3 separate regions of the Mus musculus genome follow, and regions 1 and 3 are each linked to region 2. The links are chromatin contacts, called in public HiCAR-type and promoter capture Hi-C maps. All regions are on one chromosome and are shown on one strand. Each heading gives the region's core, a stretch centred on a gene start, on an enhancer-like site or on the middle of the called end of the contact. The rest is flanking DNA. Distances are from core to core; before and after follow the strand shown.

Evidence for each region. HiCAR-type assays count read pairs that join an accessible place to other places. Capture Hi-C pulls out chosen DNA fragments and counts their contacts.
Region 1: a contact with region 2 is called in a promoter capture Hi-C map of adipose tissue. The contact joins two enhancer-like sites. A contact is called at or near these places in 3 of 115 datasets of contacts at active chromatin or transcription factors (all in embryonic stem cells) and 1 of 9 other capture datasets (adipose tissue).
Region 3: a HiCAR-type map of fibro-adipogenic progenitors shows a contact between it and region 2, with 4 times the contacts expected there. The contact joins two enhancer-like sites.

The regions. Positions count from the first base shown.
Region 1 is chr4:86,357,520-86,361,686 of GRCm38.p6, reverse strand. All of the region lies in intron 20 of Adamtsl1 (ADAMTS-like 1), which reads right to left. Among named protein-coding and RNA genes, the nearest start is that of Gm33730, 81 kb to the left of the region's middle. Within about 2 kb of position 2,631, at least 14 of the 459 cell types and tissues checked have an H3K27ac peak or open chromatin away from gene starts, as enhancers often do. A contact at or near this core is called in adipose tissue, where this site is marked.
Region 2 is chr4:86,193,388-86,197,401 of GRCm38.p6, reverse strand. The region is part of intron 4 of Adamtsl1 (ADAMTS-like 1); the gene reads right to left. Among named protein-coding and RNA genes, the nearest start is that of Adamtsl1, 140 kb to the right of the region's middle. Within about 2 kb of position 1,396, at least 2 of the 459 cell types and tissues checked have an H3K27ac peak or open chromatin away from gene starts, as enhancers often do. A contact at or near this core is called in adipose tissue and fibro-adipogenic progenitors, where this site is marked.
Region 3 is chr4:86,028,547-86,032,897 of GRCm38.p6, reverse strand. It overlaps a transcript of Adamtsl1 not described here. Among named protein-coding and RNA genes, the nearest start is that of Adamtsl1, 23 kb to the left of the region's middle. Within about 2 kb of position 2,542, at least 35 of the 459 cell types and tissues checked have an H3K27ac peak or open chromatin away from gene starts, as enhancers often do. A contact at or near this core is called in fibro-adipogenic progenitors, where this site is marked.

The DNA.
Region 1 (4,167 bases), core at 1,382-3,881, 160 kb before region 2:
TGAGTCAGCCAAGAGATGAAACTTATAGCTGCCACATGTGAAGGTGCACACAAATCTTTATGGCATCATTATTCATTATAGCCCAAAGTGGAAATGACACATGTGTCTGTCTACTCTACCACCCGAGGAAGTAATGAATGAAAGGTGGCCTAGTCTTATAGTAGACTACTACCCTGCCCTGAGGAATAACAGCCCTTAAGGAAGAATCATTTAGCCATACAGTGAATGTGGCATATGGCACAAGGGGTGGTGGTGGTGGTTGTGGTGGTGGTGATATAAAGCATCATCATCATTATGCCCAATAATAAAGATTAGTAGCAAAAGACAAAGTATTGTATGATTCCATTTACATAATCATACACAAACCTGTTCAGGGTAGATAGCTTTGTAGAGACAAAATACTTTGGAGATTAGGGAGTGATAGTTAAGGGGCATGAAGTTCATTTGGGGAGGAATGAGAATGTACTCTAAAGGTGAATGTGATGACAGATGCAGAACTCTGAATATACCATATGTCACTGGCTTCTGTGAAGTTGTCTGCTATATATGGACAATACCTTGATGAAACTTTTAAAAATGAAAGAAATCCTCATTTTTTGGGAATAGTTACAAAAAGATATAGACTTGTTGAATAAATATCTGAACTGTGCACCCACGGTGGGAGGGTTTTACAAAACATAAATCATATCTCAAGAAATCTGGAAAAAAGTTTGTAATCATCCGGGGTCACACTGTGGCTATTAGTTAACCTGAGCAAGAATGAGGAAGGATGGGAATTTCTTGACCCTTGAAATTCTGTTCGCTCAGTGTGTTTTAGTATAAATCCAAAGGGTCCCGAGCATCAGAAGACAAGTGTGGCCCACAGTCCTTTTCTAAACGTGCCCCGGCTGACTTGACTTTATCACGAATTTCCTTAGGTATTTCTTTTTCCCATGCCAGAGTGTCATGGTCCTTGGGATCCTGCTACTATGTTTTCTAATTAATCAACTGAACTTGACACCTCAAGAGAACAAACAACGCAGAGTTCTGCCATTCCCTTTAACTGTTGCATACAGAGTCCTTTATAAAGCGAACATCGTGGACATAGATCTAGGCAGTTGCAGCCTCTCTTAAAAACCATGACAAAGGCATGCTGCACCCCTCATCTACCTAACTCCCCATCCTTCTGTACTCTGCTAGACATGAAATTTTTCCTTTTTCCATAGGGTTGAGACGAGCCTGCCCACAATACTTTCTGGTCTCTTATTTGTTTCCTTACGTCTTCTTGGAAGCCAAGTAAATTTGCTGTATTCTCATCTTTAGTTTTAAGTATGAAGTGCAGATCTTTGGTGGACTCTTTGTTTCTGTACTTAAGCGTTGGTCATTTACCATTCTAGCCAGTACTAAGGTCCTTTTGATGGCAGGTTGACTCAGTCAATGGCTAGCACCATGTGACTCAGGCTACCACTGGGACACAGTCATTCTTGTCTAGCTTTCATTTTGATTGGGGCACTGGAGAAAAGTTTCTTTTGTCAGACTTTGCTACTGGTGACAAGGCCCTCTTTGAGTCTAACTTGATGAAGAAAACTCTCAGGTTAACAACTGCTGGTTTCAAAATTTGAGGACCACCAATTTGAAATGACTTAACATTATGAAAAACTTACACAGCTACTTTCCCTTTTTATTGCAGCCACTAAATCATGATGAGGAGGGGTAGAGAAAGAGTTTCAAAACAACTACCTTTTAGTTTCATTTCCTTAGCAGGGTCTCTCTGATCTCTTTATTAGACACAAAATGTGTCAGATACTCAACTCACAAAAAGACAGGAAAACTTGCCAGGAAAGGAGAAGCATTTTCTAGCTCCCCATGTAAGCCTGAGATGAGCTCATCTGTGCTCTCTCCTTTCCATGACAGATACACCCACCCCTTAGCTCTCATCTTCTCATTTTCCACTGATGGTGCCAAGCTGGCCTTATAGTATCTTTTTTGTGATCTTATAAAATCAATGACAACCAGAAACACTTCCGTTTTGGGTATGACTTCAGCAGCAGTCTCCACCTGGAGAGGCTCTCATCTGTATTGGTAAGTGGAGCTAACCGAGCCACACGGAAGCAATTTACCAGGAAACTCCTGCTTTGCTTCAAAACACTGCCAGTGCTACTCTGGTTGGGAAGGCTTCCTAGCAAGGTGACTCAAAGCAGAACCTGACTGGTGGTGTTCCAATCTCTTGCTGATATCTGTACACATCAAAAACTTCTCTTTCCCTAGCACGATTATACTTGCACATTAAGTAAGCGGTGTTCAAAATGAGACTTGGGCCTCTCCCTGTATTCTCATCACAAGCCACCTCCCTTGCTGGAAACAGTACTTATCAGAAGCCACCTCAGTTTGGATGCTTAAGCAGTTTTCAGTTGGCTAAGTCAGCTTCTCCAGCTGCCTGAGAGACAGAGAGAAATGGCCTTCACAAGGTGCTGGTAAGCATTGTATCTCTGAAAACGGTGTTTCTCTATGCTCTAAACATTAGTTGATTCTGGTTTGACATTATAAATTGTAATTCTGGCTAACAAGCAGTTGAGCACTTAAGATGTGCTGGGCATGATGGTTCTAAGCATGTTACACCAATGAGTTAATTTAGTCATCACAGACTATTTCTGGGAGCTCCTGGTGATTCTCATGGCTGGACTGATGAAGAAATGAGGTCAGCAAGTTAAGAAACAGCATAGGAAGTGGCCAAGTGTGACACAAGCCTATGTTCTGAGGCTCCCTCGAACTACACAAGGGGGACCCACAGAACCAAAGCCTGTACTTTTCTTATGAGACTATCAGGGCACTTATTTATCTTGAGCCTCAGTGCAGAAAAACAAACAAACAACCCAAGAACACTGCAATTTCTCCAAGTGTACAGCAGCACCAGAATTTATAAGAATCCGACCACAAGTGAACTCAGTTGGTGTTGAAGACTCAGGCTAAAACAGTGTGGACACAAAGCTGGGCTGATGTTTCCAGTCTTGGAGCTGTTTCCAAGGACTTTCACATTACCAGGGCTAGAGAAAGAAAGCTAACATTTACTGAGTGTGAATGATGTTACCAGCACTGCTATAAATAAGCACTTTTATTCACACACACACACACACACACACACACAGATATAATTACAATTTATCCCTTCCCTTTCCTTCCTCCATACTCTCCCATATATTCCTCTCCCCTTGCCTTCAAATTCATAGCCTGTTATTGCATACATATATGTATACTCACATATATCCCTAAATATAACTTCCTTTGTACATATAATGTTACTTGTATGTATGTCTTCATTGCTGAGTTCTAGATAACCAAGTGGTGTACTCTATTTCCAATATTCATCAGTCATACACCTACAGCCTTATTCAACTCATACCACCCTGTGGATAGTATTAATTTCACTGATACTCAAGACTCTCTACATTTTTTTTCTCCCGAGATCATGTAGCTAATAACGAGTATAACTGGTAAGCAAATGTAGAAGTGTTCAGTATCCATTCCCACCTCTAACCTCAGGTTATGCTTAGCTCACTGACATATATTGTGAAGAAGCATCTTTGTCTTGAGATGAGGTTTCACTAGGGAACCTCTGCTGGAATGGAGTTTGCTAAGTAGCTCAGGCTGGCCCAGAGCTCATATCTTCCTGTCTCAGCTAAGTAGTGCGATTAATGGTGTGAGCTACTATGTTTGACTTGAACAGAATCCCAGCTATTTCTCTATTTTAGGTAGACTGTTCTACTGCATTCCCTAATCCGTAAGCACCTAGAAACCCCAACCTTGAGTTTTATAGGTGAGTGTTCCCCAACATTGGCAGAGGTGTAGCTGGCAATCATGATCTTTTGGCACACCAACACTTCCCACCCTGCTTTTAGAGGAGCTGTTTAAAAGGTTTTTCAGGAGACTCGAACAAACACAGCAGCTGAAGGATGGGCACATTGTTCCTAAATCCTGGGCATGGTGTCTACGGCCATACTTCATTACTCAGCCCCTTGCTTGGTGCCTCTTTAGACCCTCTGTTTCTCTTCTCTGGCTTTGGAACATTTGGCAGCTCCCAGCAGCTTGCCTTCAAAGAGTTGAAGATGAGTCTGATGTTACAATAGCTTTGCCTAAATCCCAGGTTTCTATTCATTGTATTCAATTCCAGCAAATGAGGGTATTTAGTCC
Region 2 (4,014 bases), core at 147-2,646:
GAACATTCTTGATCAATTCTTTACTTGGAGGACTCCTACTGACCCTTCAAATTCTAAATTAAGAATCCTTTGTGCAAAGAAAGATGTTTCCAGAATCTAGAGTTAACTTCTCTATAGTTCTATGCTTTTTCAGCCTTTTCTTTATAGATAGGAGACTATGGGTTTGTTCCTGGTATAAATGTCTCATGTTTTTCTCTATAATACAGGCTCTTGAGGTGGTGATATTTTGAGTTAAAAGAAGGCATTTCTCCTTGGTCATATATCTAAATTGTAACTGTTGAAATATAAATGGCAATATAATGTGTCCTGGGAAGACTAAAGAATCTGACATAGCTTAAGTACCCTGTATCTAGTACCCTCTAGTAAGCTCTATCTGCTTTCCTTCCTGATAGCTCCTATCATAAAAATGAGACAACCTAGAGAATTAAAAGACCATGCTAAGGATGGACCAGCACAGAGGAAAGAACCTAGTTCCTGTACCACACTGGGACTGATTATATCTTAGTTTATTTTTCTTTTTGCAAGAGAACATATCTCTGTTAGTTTAAGCCACTATTATTTTGGAATTTCTTTTCTACACCCCTAACTCTGATGGTTACAGAACTGACATGGAGCTTGGTCAGTGAACATATTTGCCTGAACACCAGGCTGTAGATAATTTGAGATCTGTGGTTTTCCCACTATCTAGAAAACAAACTTCCCAGATACCATAGGCTATCAAATAAAAAGCCCAGTGTCAATGTTACTTATCTATGAGTCATTAGTGGGCTCCCACAATACCCACTTCAGTCATTACAGCCCATCGCCATTATTCTTGCCTAGCCTATGGCACATAATGATAAAGATCCTGTGGCTGAAGACACCACATGTCTGAGTCATAAAACATGGACAAATTAAGTTGGTACTGATCTGGAAGTATCATTCCCATTGCTTAGCTTTCATAGTGCTGGAAGATTCTATGTATGCTACTGGGAGAGAAAAGTCTCCAGTAATCTTACCCAGATGTGAAAACTGCAAGTTATAACAATAACCACTCTGGCAAGATATGCCCACTGGCACAATAGCGGCATGGGCGTTATGGGAGTAATCAGCCACTTTCTGCTTGGACTTAAAGCCCACTCCACAAGGGGTGAGTGTGTGTGGTTGTACTTGTGTGCATGTATCTGTGTGTACAAATAAAAAAGCATGTCACAAACGATGAGAGGCCACATTTAAACCCCTGTCCTGACACACGAACAGGAATTACTGTAAAGGACAACGTACTGGAGACTATTTCCCAAGTGCACCTACACTCATTATTAATAAAATGTCATGGAAGGCTATGTTCAGGTCACAGAGTTCCCAGATCCACCCCATTCTGGACAAGACACTGAAGTGAGATAATGTCCACTCACTCTTTTGGCAGCTGCAGAGAATCTTCTGGAAAAGGATGAAAATCTAGCTGAATATTTTGGTCAGATGTAGCTTCATATTCTGCTACTAAATATCAGTTGGAGCAGGGGTCTAGCCTCATGCCATCAAAATGATTGCACAGTATAGCTAAGTTTACCAAATGCTTATTTCAAGTGCTATGAAGTACAATACATTTTAAAAACAATGAAATGTACAGACAAGCAAAATAGCATCAATAATTCTCTGAGACTGACTAGTTTTTTTTTTTTTTTTTTTTTTTTTGAGACAGGGTTTCTCTGAATAGCCCTGGCTGTCCTGGAACTCACTTTGCTGGCCTCGAAATCAGAAATCCGCCTACCTCTGCCTCCCAAGTGCTGGGATTAAAGGCGTGCACCAACACCACCTGGCGAGATTGACTAGTATTAATAACAGTCTTTTGGATATTTATATGCAACTAATAGACAACCTTGTTTGGCTCTTACATTTTAGACACATGATGTTTTGTGTGCGCAAACATACAGCCCTTTTCTTTCTTTATGACTAGAAAATATGAATATTACATTGCCGATGTTCCTTCTCTTATCAAGACTTGCTAAAGTCAGTAGGGAAAGGGCTCCTTAAACAAATACTGCTACCACAGTCGGCAATCCCAGTTGGCTCACTGACTTTCAACACATTTTGCAGATTTTAGGCAGCAGGCCTTCAGTGCATGCTGAAAGGTCTTTCTTCCTTCACTTTCCACAGCTGATAGCAACAGAATAGGTGGAACAAGAGACTGGAATTCTCTAGATGCCGTAATATATAAAAACATCTTGACTAGAAGTCACAGAAGAAAACCAATTCAACAAACCAGTCATTTTTATAACATGAATAAGTGTAATCCATAAGCAGATGCTATACCCTAGATACATGATCTTAGATGGTTCATGCTGGCCCTGTTTCAAATGGTTTCCCATAAAGACCTCAACTGCAAACATCAAATACTGAGCCAATGATGTCAAGCTTTTCGTGATCCAACCCATGAGGTAAGATACTGTTAAATCCTTCTATTTTCAGCACTGGGAAAGACAAATATGGAAAACTAAACTGCAAATCTGATCTGAGCATCTCTGAATTATTTAATCTAGACAAAATTGTATGGGAGACAGTATGCTCTTACAGATATTATACCTCATCTCCTAATTATGCTTAGAAGCAGGGGAGGTATAAAACATCCAATCAGATTCTTCGAAGATTAAGATCTTTACAATAAGATGTATAGCACATATTTCTGATGTAATATAATGGAAAAAAAACCTTTTAAATGGGTCAACAAAGCCAAAAGAAAAACCAAGGTTAGGAAGAGTAAGTCCAGACATGAGGAAACTATATGTATTGCGTACCATGAGCATGCATAGCTTTGCTGCATGCTAAGTGGGATTATGTGCTGTGCCTGTATTTGAACTTTTCAGAATAGAAGAAAGGAGAGCAACTGTGTAAAAGGAGAAACGTATTGGATCATTTCAAAATGTATAGGTGATGTGTTCCTTGTAGTAGACCTAACTCGTGTCTGTATAATGAATGGATTAAAAAAAAATATGGGCACAGGAAAACCTCAAAGGACCCAAATGCCAGATGCATAATTTCCCAAGGACCTCTAATGAAGCATAACGGTTAGAGAATATTGGATACAAGGCATTTTAAGAAACATAAACAAATCATCTAGGTACAAAGCGCTGGAACTGTCTGCACTAATCCCAGGGTGAACACCGGGACCCTTGGGGCTAGGCAAAAATATGGCCCATATGCAGCTACTCTCCCTGCCCAGACCCATAGCAGACATGCTGAGCAACTGCAGCATTCTTTGCCACTGAGCTTTTACGTGGCCCTGGATGCTTAAAGCCATTATGCTCTAGGAACCAAATCCAATAGACTATGGTTGTTATATGAGAAGACTAAACCAATTTACCACTCCAGAGCCAGCGAAATGAACTGGCTGTCTCTCTTTCAGACAATTCTCCACAAGTATTATTTTTCCACAAGTATTATTTCTTTTTATATTTAAATGGTTTCGAGTACAGATTATAACACTGAGGTTGAGAAGCTAACTTCCCCATGATCAAATAACTGGAAAGCAACAACCTCAAGATTCTGTCTTGTGGAATGCCATGAAGCACACAGAGGTATACAGTAAAATATTTATGTGGCAATGATAATGACTAGGTTGAAAATTCTCATGTGGATCACCATGACCAGAGCAAAATCCAGGCACAGGGGTGAAGGGATGAAGGGATGGTTTCATGTGCGATGTGTGACTTGGAAGCACATATGGGAAATGAATCAGGTGTTACCCCCAATCTAAACCTGTGCCCCACCAACAGCAGCAGCAACAACAAAAACAAGAAACAAGAACAACATACATACACATACACACATCATGCACACATACACACTCCCTGTCTTACAGTTTACTATGGGCACTAAATGTTCTCTTATGATTTTATGATTTTTTTTTATGAGCATGTGTGTGTGTATGGGGGGAGGGTTCTAACTAAAGTTTCCAGTATGAGAAAACAAGGATCCCCGTAATTCACAAAGGCACCCACAGTGGCCTGTGAGCTAAGTTTACTATTTTCACAACCT
Region 3 (4,351 bases), core at 1,293-3,792, 170 kb after region 2:
CAACTGCTAAGCTGTTTTCCAAAGTACCTTTCTCATTTTACATTCTCACCACAGTGTTAGGGCACCAGCTTGCTTGTGTCCTTGCCAGCAGTTGGGACTGTTAGATGTTAAAGTGTCAGCCACGTCACTAGGTATGTAGCAGTAGTATGTCACTGTGATTTCAGGATACATTTTGGAAAGTGCTTATGAAAATCCTCTCATGTAAATTTTCTGGACATGTCTATTTTCTGACTGTTGATATTTTGTCCAGTTTATGCTGAGTTGCTAATTTTTGTATTACTGAGGTATTAGAGACTTTTTTTTTAACATATTCTGGACACAAGCCTTTGCAAAGTTTGACAACATGAGAGTTAACAATACTATTTATCAAAGTACATTGTACCAACAAGGAAATATTAATTTTAATGTGACTTTTTTTTTCTAATTATTTATGACTTGATTAAATCAAACACATTGCCTCTAATAGAAAAGCAGCAGATAAAATTAAGTCATAGTACAGTCATATACTATATAGTCCAGAAACAGAAAGATAACTGGCCCTAATAATGGAGACAAATCATAATATTTTATTTAAATTAAATATCTGAGCTGTTGACACATTTTCAGGATAATTTTTGCTACTTAATTAATAGGCCTTTTCTGTTTTCCATTTCCAATGGAGTTCAAAGGGTTGAGTTATATTCTCAAAAGTTCCTGCTTGAAAGCCCTCAATTCATCTCTTACATAGTTAGCCTTCCTTAACATCTATAGGAGTAAGTATGAAAGTTAAAAGCACAGAAGATTTCATGGCTAGGAGGTAGGGAATATCTGGAAATAGATAGAGGAAGGGGAAAATATAATCAAAGTATACCGCACAAAAAATTTAAATATACATACATAGAAACATGTACATATGATTTTTCAGTAATTGTTTCTCCTGGCAATGAATAGTTTTTCTCCATAAATGGGCATAGTATTTGAACAAGAACAAAGAAAGTTCCTGTATATTATACTCATAGACACATTTTCAAGAAAAGGATATTAACCATCAAAATGTATATTGCTTAATACTACTAATAACCAAAATTATCTCACCACTGAGAGATTATAGACACACAAATGTGTACATTTTATATACACATTTCCTTCTCACAGAGAGGTATGATGGAGTGGTCACAGTTTTGGCACAGGATGCTTTGTAGAAGGCAACGTCAGAGAAGTAGTTACATTGTAGAGACCACAGAGACTAGGCTAGAGCAAATGCCTAGCATACACATTAATGGACAGTACGATTATTTACTTGGTGTGGTATTCAGAGTCTGGTAGAAACCATCTAGAATTATGTTAATATTTATAACTCTTCAGAACCTTTGTTTTTGCCATTATTTTAATTCACAATGATGAACTTTAAGGTCAGCTTTAAAACGTGCTTTTGGTAGGTGATTTTTCTAACTTAAGGTTTCCGGGCTTGGAAGTGAAACATTTGAGAGGTAGGGCATGACCTTTATAATGCTTTGCTCTGTTCCTGGCTGCTGTGACGCTTGGCCCCAATATCGCTGTAGTTTTCAAGCTTCTTGGTTTGATTACAATAGCAATCATTCTCCCTTGACACCAACTGGATGACTCGCTCATCCAGCGTCCTGCGTCTGTCCTTCCCACGTTGGCCTCTGGCAGCAGACCCTTGCTTCTGCGTGCCAAACGTCTCTCTCCAAGGCTCCTTGACATTTTTCCCTGAGTAGCTCAGCAAAAGCAACACAAAAGAGCAAACCCCTGGAGGGATGCTTAACTGGGGATTCAGAAGGTAACAAAAGGACTCCTTAGTGAGACTTAGGGTTTTGTTTATTAATTACTTTATGTTCTCTCATGTTTTCTGGTTAGAAAGGGGGCGTACGGATCTTTTGTTTTTATGGAGTTCTGAAAATGTTTGCGGGGCTATCAAAGCTTTCTACTGAAAGTTTATGGACAAACCAAACAGGATTTCTCCCATGACCGCGCATGAATCCTCAGCACTGCGGAAGTTTTTATACATCCGAGTTCAGGCTCCTATCACTACAGAGCCCCCGCCATTGCTCTCCTTGGGAGCATTCGTACAGAGCGAGGTGAGGAACAGTGGGTGGAGCCAGGAGTCTCATTTTAAGAAGCAATGAATGACTTTGGACATTTGAGAGGGATTTGTATAGGTCTGTCTGAGGTCAAATCCTTCAAGGGTCCTCTTGCTCAGACTCTACTGTGGCTAGGGTTCGGCTTTCATCAGGTGAACAGACGAGCCAAGTTGACCTTTTACGGAACACTAGGATGCTGTTAGTTTTCTTTCTTTTGAGGGCTCTCTTTTCCCCCACAGAGGTCTGTGGTGTCTCCCCTTTCGACCTCCCCATAGGTATGACATCTATTTTCCCCACTATCTCGATGAATAATGACACAGAGGGCATGCAGCCAATCCTACCAGCACTTTACACTTTCTACAGAATAAAAAGGCACCAAAGCAAACATTCTCCAACCCCCAGCCTCAGGGATTGTGACTAATTTCCAAGCTCTCTTTGCTCTGTAGTAGAATCCTGGCTGTCATTTCACACTTGGCTTTTTTTCACAGAGCCCTTGAGCAAACTTTATTTACAGTGTACACGGACTTTCATTACTACATAATGCAGAAAATATTTGCTTCACTATGAAGCCAATTGGATATTTATTTTGATTTTTGTTCCTTGTGGTAAACAGAACTCAAAACACTCTCTACTACCATTGTTCCAAACTAGTCAAAAAAATATGTCAACAATCAGCACAGCAATTGTGTGGCCCAGATCTGGTGATTGCCTCACCTCCCCTCCAGCTAAAGGAAAGTTTTGCTTAAAAAAAAAAAAAAAAAAGAAAGAAAGAAAGAAAAGAAAAAAAAAGAAAAAAAATGTCAATTTGAAACTTGAAAGCAACCCTCACTCATCAGGACTGTCTTCAGCTCACACTCAAGACTGCCTTTCTCAGGATGTCACCACACAAGAACATCTTCTCAAGGTTTTGGAATGAAACTTTTTCTTTGGATTGGGTCCCAAAGCAGGTTTCATTTTGCTATCAGACAAATAGAAGAATGCCAAGGGTGAAAGTCCTTTCTGGTTTAGAAGGACGGAGGGAAGAACTGGTGTGGGGGGAACGCACGTTTACACACAGATGCAGTTGTTTCTAGTAACATTATGTGCCACTGGCTTTTCTGATTGCACTTCCTTCGAGAACCAACTTGCCCTGAGCACCTCCTGTGGCTTGCAAAGATTGTCCAGACTTGGAATGGACCCACCTGGCTTTCTGTATGGTCCCATTTCTGCATATTCACAGTACAATAAACATGCCAGCCCAAACTGCCTGCTCAGCACACTCGCTGTTGACTCTCTGTGATGAATACTTTTTATAATTTGATAGACTTTTGACTGATGTTAAATCCTGCCGATAAAGCCCATACCTGATTATTTTTGCATTTTAAAGAAAGAAAAATAAATCCGGAGTAGCACAGAGATTTTAGTTCATCTTTTTAAAATGCTTTGAGTGAACCACATATGCGTGCCAGCACAAATCCAGACTAATATTGATGTCAACACCCCCCCTGGGTATACCTTCCCACTGAGAATTTGGAAGTGAGATTTACTTTCCATCTTAGACTTAAGCCTGCATATAGTGTTTCTGGAACTTTAATCCTAAAAGATCATTGCTCAGTGGCTTTTTCTCTTCCCTATTCCATTGGGCATTTATTAAACGTCTGCCTTCCCGCTGGAGGTGATCAACAGCTGAGCTAATGTGCTGTGCAGTAGGGAAAGATGTCTTAGGTTCTGGAATCAAAGCCTGGCTCTGTCACTTCCTGGCTACATGATCGAAAGCCAGCTACCAACATTCCTGCTGCCAGTTCCTTCTAGAAAACAAGGAACAGCCTGTCATAGCGAACATGTCTGGGGAGGTAGAGGCAGAAGGTTGGTGAGTCCAAAGTTAGCTTGGGCCACAAAAAAGACTTCATCTTAAAAAAATGTGGGAGGAGATACATCAACATAACAAGGATTAAGTGTAAGGCACTCTAAAATATTTGGTATAGAAGTATAATAGTTAATACTGGCTTCTTTTTGTTCTATGCACACTGTTCTGAATCTTATTAGGTATAATTTTTCCCACTTTACAAGAAATGTAGGTGTTTTAACATTTCGAATTTTCTAAATGGAAACAAGCAAAAGGGGACTGATGATCATTTAATACAAAAAAGTCAAATGAAAAAATTCTAGATGTTACCAGTCAAAGAGTCAAATACTGGCAACAGTTGACATTTGTGCGTGTGTGTGTGTGTGTGTGTGCATGCATGCATGCGTGTGTGTGTGTGTGTGTGTGTGTGTGTTCTGTGTGTAAT